Regions from separate parts of the Danio rerio genome. Here region 1 is linked to region 2. Evidence: chromatin contacts called from public Hi-C data. All regions are on one chromosome and are shown on one strand. Each heading gives the region's core, a stretch centred on a gene start, on an enhancer-like site or on the middle of the called end of the contact. The rest is flanking DNA. Distances are from core to core; before and after follow the strand shown. Region 1 holds the start of si:ch211-134c9.2 (a long non-coding RNA gene). Region 2 overlaps xpa (xeroderma pigmentosum, complementation group A).

Region 1 (2,878 bases), core at 224-2,723, 93 kb after region 2:
ATGCTGTTCAGTCGCACTCTCTGTTTTTCAGTCTTTCTGATTTGCTTTTTCTTTCCATCTCATCTCCTTTCTTGTATAGGGTGGAGTGTCAGAATGGGATTTCGGTGGATTTGTTCCTTCATTGCTCTCTAGTTCCTTCTGTGAGTAATGGCTTTTTTTTTTTAGAAAACACTCTTTCACCTCAAAAAATCATGCAACTCTTTCTTGAAAAGAGGAAGTGATGCTTCGCTGTTAAAGGGGCTCTGTTGTGCTTTTTACTATTTTAACTTCCTTTTAATGTATAATTTGGCAGTTTAAGTGTAAAAAAGGTCTGCAAAGTTACAAAACACAAAATTCAAACCCAAAACGTCCCAAAATTGTACTAAGTTATACTACGATACACCACAGGTTACAGTAGCAAAAACTATGCTATACTACAGTATTTATTACAATTTTCCTGTTCACTATAGTCAGGCCTGGCGCCAGGAAGTCAAAGCTAAGGGGGCACTTTAAATCCATAGGGGGGCACTAGACCTGGTGACTGATTTTGGTATCTTGTTTCTTTCATTTATGGTTACATGTAACAGTGTTACGTAATTTAATTACAAAATAAAAGTAACAGTAATTAGTTACAGTTACTGAGAATAAATGTGTAACTAAATTACAGTTACTTGTGAAAATGTTAAAGATTACAAATGGGATTATTGTTGAATAATGTTAATCTGTTGCTTTGACTGTTTTTGATATGCATGATGCCTTCTGATAAGGCCATTTATTAAAGAGCTGCTTACTGATGCTTTTGTTTGATTAGGTCAAACCCGCTCAGTGTAAATGCTTGAAAATGATTTATCTGAAAATATCCATTAGAAACCTTAAAGTAATCAAAAAGTAGTCAGATGTGATAAGTTTCTTTACTTTTATAAAGTAATCGAAAAGGTACACTACTTATTACATTTTAAATAGGGTAATTTGTAATCTGTAATCTATTACATTTCCAAAGTAACCTCCCCAACACTGAGTATAAATCAGCCTAAAGGACTAGCTTTAATCTCACCATTTTCATAATTCAATTGCTATGTCATTTATTTTAAAATATTTAAATGTGTGTTGGTTGGAACGACGAGGGTGTTAATAATTAATGACAGAAAGAATTTTCAGTTTGAGTGAACAATCCTTTATAAAAACTGGGGGGCACAAACTCTTTCTGAGGGGGCAATGCCCTCAGACAGAGATGTTTACGAGCGAGCTAAATGCTGCATTGTGTAACTATGGTACACAGACGGTACTGCTACTTCATAGTTGCCTAAATATCACTCTGAAATCCCGCCAAGACTCTCAAAGAACTTAAAAGAGTAATAAGAGATGAGCATGATATGACGTGAATACTAGTTAGCTCTCATAGAAATATACATTGGATGTCGCCTACCCTGATGTTGTCTATTGAAAGGAATTCGTCAATGGGCTATATGCACGCAGTACTTCCGCGTTTTGTCTAAGGCCGCGGTCCAGCTTCCGGTCTGGGTGATTTTAAGCGGAGGTAAACAGTATTATGGCAGAGTCGTCAATATTTACTCGCTGTTTGCGAGTAAATTATGGTCAACGATGTGCAAATGATTGTCCGGATGTGCTCTACAACACCGCAGAGCAAAGCTTGAGAAGGGTTTCAAGTTTTATGCATCTTCCTACCTGTGCAATTATGAAGGTAAGTTCAGCTAGCCTGAAGGCTAACTTTAGCGTTAATACTCTTACGATCCGTCCATCTGCAGCTTTATCACGTAAGTAAAAATAATCATATGTGTACGTAATTCTGTCTCAAAGTGTCAGGTAAAAACAGGGCAGGAATAAGATCTCAGTGAGTTCATTACTACCGATAGATCTGAAGAAATCGGAGTCTCCTCACCAGCTGAGAGTAGGACAGCATACATGTGAAGTTCTGTCCCATTCATACTTTTACTGTTCTAAAGTGACCACCACTGTTCAGTTCGGATAATTACAGAAACACAGATGCTGTCTTAGCTTGTAAGCATGATTATTGAGCAAGATATATTAGGAATAAAATAATACAATGCCGTTCCATCCACAACAGACAAATAGCACTATGTCAATGCTGAGATTTATTGCTGAAACATTGGAGATGACAGATGCAGTGTAACAGTGTAGATAGCATGCTTTCTATTTAGTCGATAACATTGTAATTAAATGGGAGGGTGACCCAAAACAATAAGGTGTCATTAGTTAATTTCACATCAACAATTTGTCTATTGCAGTAATAGCTAATGTTAACAAGCATGACTTTGGATTTTTATTCATTAGTAAATTAGTTTAACAATGCTAACTATTAAATATTAAATAGTTATTTTAATAGTGAGCAAATACATTAACTAATGAAACCTTATTTTAAAGTGTGACTAAAGGGAGCTACTTCTAAATAATTTAAATGAATGATTTACTGTGTAGTTTAATCTGATGATATTGCTGCAGATGCCTTTCAAAAGAAGATATTTTGAAGAAAGCTGAAAACCTGTAACCATTGACTTCCATAGTAGGAAAAAGAACTACTATGAATATCAGTTGTTGCAAGTTTCCAGCTTTCTTCAAAGTATTTTTGTTTGTGTTAAACCTCAGAAAGAAACTCAAACAGGTTTGGAACAAGTGAAGGATGAGGAAATAGAATTTTCAGTTTTGAGTGAACTGCCTTTAATGACTCTCTTTAAAAACCTATTAATATTCTTGTTTCTGTTTTCTAGGTAACATTATGAGATTCAGAGCTAGAAAATTTTATGTGTTACTTCATCCTGGAGCGGACATCCGTCAGAAGATCCATGCCATCGTCTGCTAGTTAATAGCTCCTGCTCTTGTGTGGCTGAGAGTGGGATATGCAAACATTTGGTTGCTTTGC
Region 2 (2,958 bases), core at 19-2,518:
TGTAACCATTGACTTCCATAGTAGGAAAAACATTTACTATAAATGTCAGTGGTTACAGTTTCTAACATTCTTCAGTATATCCTCTTGCAAAACTCCAACAAGTTTAGAACGAGGACAGATTTTTCATTTATTGATGAACTATACTCCTTAAACATTAGCAAATGATTTGAAATACAGTATATTCTTGTAACTCGTCTTACTACCAATTTAAAGCATCTTACTGACGCCAAACATGTTGAACAGCAATGTGTGTGTGCGTGTGTGCCAAGCTTGGATTGGTTTTCCTTTAGCTTGTTTTTTTGGTACCATAATTCACAAGCCACATGTTCTCCGCTTGTGTCCATAAATCTTCCCCTGATTGATTCTAACGGCCCGCTTATTAATTTCGTAGTCTCTCTCCAGACTCGCTATGGACAAAGTATGAGCGCAAGATTGTTCGACAGTCCGTGTCACAAAAGGGTAATGAATTCATTCCTCAAGCGCCTTTAGAGGGGCATTTTTATTTCTGTTCTCATGCCTGTTGCGTTCTTATGACCTAATTGTGAAGTCTTAGCATAGCGGCTCTGAAATCTAAACCCCTCCACGCTTTTATCATCATTCACATTGACTGCGCACAGGGACATGAGATGAGCTGGACACCGAAAACTGTCCACCTGCAATTACTGTAATAATAGATCTAAAGTGCTTTTTGTTGATGGTTACAGCTGAAAACATATAACATTAATATTAGCCGGATCATGAGCTACAGAGCTACAGGCTGCTTTTGATAGATAGAAAACTGTATAGATTTGGCCTAGTGTTCATGCTGATGTCCCATCACCTCCGCTGACCCCTGGGGTCAACGTAAGGCCGAAAGATCAGCAAAGCACAGAGAAGGACATACCCCACTAATGCCTGCGCTTTGATTAATGGCACCCATGATTTGCCACCTGCCGTTTTATATGGCACTCTGTAAGTAACTGATCTCGAAGTGCTTGCATGCGTGGCGTCCGCATTTTAAATAGCTGCCTAAATTTATCAGCTTTGTGGAGGTCGTTAAAAATTCAGACACCGGCAAGTTTGACTCGCGTTCTGGTGTGAAAACAACCACTGTGAGCCATATCCAGCTGTCATGGTGCGCCGTATATTTTACCCTTTCGGACATGTGATGCTTGTACATGAGAGGTGTGGTTTCACCAAGTAGGACATGTTCCTGGATCAACATCTAACAACATTCCAATCAGAGTGAAGGGATAAGTTTTACCTTTTATGTTAAATTTAGGCTTAAGATCACACGATTTTGGCACAATTTCGGCATGATTTCCTTGATAGGGTTTTGTGGGGATTCATAACATTGACAAATGGGCATTGTGACAAAAGAGTCGTGCAATGTGGCATAGTTCACGATAACTGATACCATGCCTGGGATGTCTCACGACACCACAGCCGAAAGTCCAGCAGGTTTACTTTTTTCTTGTTCTTCACGACGAGTTCCGTCATGTGGGTGACACTGCACAATGGGAGCACATAATTTCTCGGTTATCTCAGCGGATGCTTGCCTTAATGCGTTGGTCAAGTAATCAAAAACTAGGCTGCATATTTACTTATGGATATGATCAATCATTAGTTATGCAAACTTGAACTGTTTTTCTAAAATACTAATATGTTTTAAGCTGTTTTATTTCACAGACTGGCACAAATATGCAGACATCTACATTCTCACAACAAGTGCCTGATTCTCTCATTCCTCCAACAGAGTTTGTTCTTCAGTAATCTGGGCACATGTTCGGTGCTGCGAGTACATTGCAAAAGGATTTCCTGCTTATTTAAATGTGTCATTAATAGTGATAACAGTATAATATAGGCTTCTGAAACTAACTTTATTTAGGTTAGATTATTATTTTATTTAACAAATCCACAAAATCACATGGCAACTCGTGTTTTGGCGCTGAAGCATATAGCAAACTTGTTTTGAAGCACATCACCTCAAAGGCCATTCGTTATTCTTTTTTATTTAGTAGTGACAGTGCATTCGGAGAGTATTTATAGCGCTTCACTTTTTCCACATTTTTTGATGTTCCAGCCTTATTCCAAAATGAAATAAATTCATTTATTTTCTCAGAGTTTTACACACATTGTAATAATGACATAATGACATAATAATTTATTAAAAATAAAAACCCTGAAAAATCACATGTACATCAGTATTCACAGCCTTTGCTGTGAAGCTCTAAATTGAGCTCAGGTACATTCTGTTTCCACTGATCATTGTTGAAATGTTTCAGCGGCTTAATTGGAGTTTACCTGTGGTAAGTTCAGTTGATTGTACATGATTTAAAAAGGCATTCACCTGTCTATATAAGGTCTCAGGGTTAACAGCATGTCAAAGCACAATCCATGCATGAAGACAAAGGAATTGTTCGTAGACCTCCGAGACAGGATTGTCTCGAGGCACAAGGCTGGGGAAGGTTACAGAAACAATTCTGGTGCTCTGAAAGTTCCGATAAGCACAGTGGCCTCCATCATCCATAAGTGGAAGATGTTTGGAACCACCAGGACTCTTCCTAGAGCTGGCCAGGCCATCTAAGCTGAGTGATCAGGGGAGAAGGGCTTTAGTCAGGGAGGTGATTAATAACTTGATGGTCACTCTGTCTGAGCTCCAGCGTATTTCTGTGTAGAGAGAAGAACCTTACAGAAGAACAACCATCTGTGCAGCAATCCACCAACCAGGTCTGTATGGCAGAGTGGCCAGACAGAAGCGACTCCCCGCCTGGAATTTGCCAAAAGGCATCTGAAGGACTATATATATATATATATCAGACCATAAGAAACAAAATTTTCTGGTCTGTAGAGACCAAAATTGAACGCTTTTGAGTGAATGCCTGGCGTTACGTTTGGAGAAAACCAGGCACCGCTCATCAACAGGCTAAAACCATCCCTACAGTGAAGCATGGTGGTGGCAGCATCATGCTGTGGGGA

Evidence for each region. A called contact is a pair of places that touch in the nucleus more often than the background predicts.
Region 1: a contact with region 2 is called in a Hi-C map of embryo, with 2.9 times the contacts expected there. The contact joins the promoter of si:ch211-134c9.2 here to the enhancer-like site in region 2. A contact is called at or near these places in 3 of 18 Hi-C or Micro-C datasets (caudal fin, embryo and an unstated tissue).

Annotation. Positions count from the first base shown.
Region 1 is chr1:13,579,919-13,582,796 of GRCz12tu, forward strand. si:ch211-134c9.2 (a long non-coding RNA gene) reads left to right here and starts at 1,474. Exons shown (of 2, transcript NR_186850.1): 1 at 1,474-1,681; 2 at 2,727-2,878. It overlaps LOC141384873 (a long non-coding RNA gene), which reads right to left and starts at 1,481. Exons shown (of 3, transcript XR_012405476.1): 1 at 1,406-1,481. It also overlaps a transcript of stra6l not described here.
Region 2 is chr1:13,487,288-13,490,245 of GRCz12tu, forward strand. All of the region lies in intron 7 of xpa (xeroderma pigmentosum, complementation group A), which reads left to right. Among named protein-coding and RNA genes, the nearest start is that of xpa, 15 kb to the left of the region's middle. Within about 2 kb of position 1,269, at least 3 of the 62 cell types and tissues checked have an H3K27ac peak or open chromatin away from gene starts, as enhancers often do.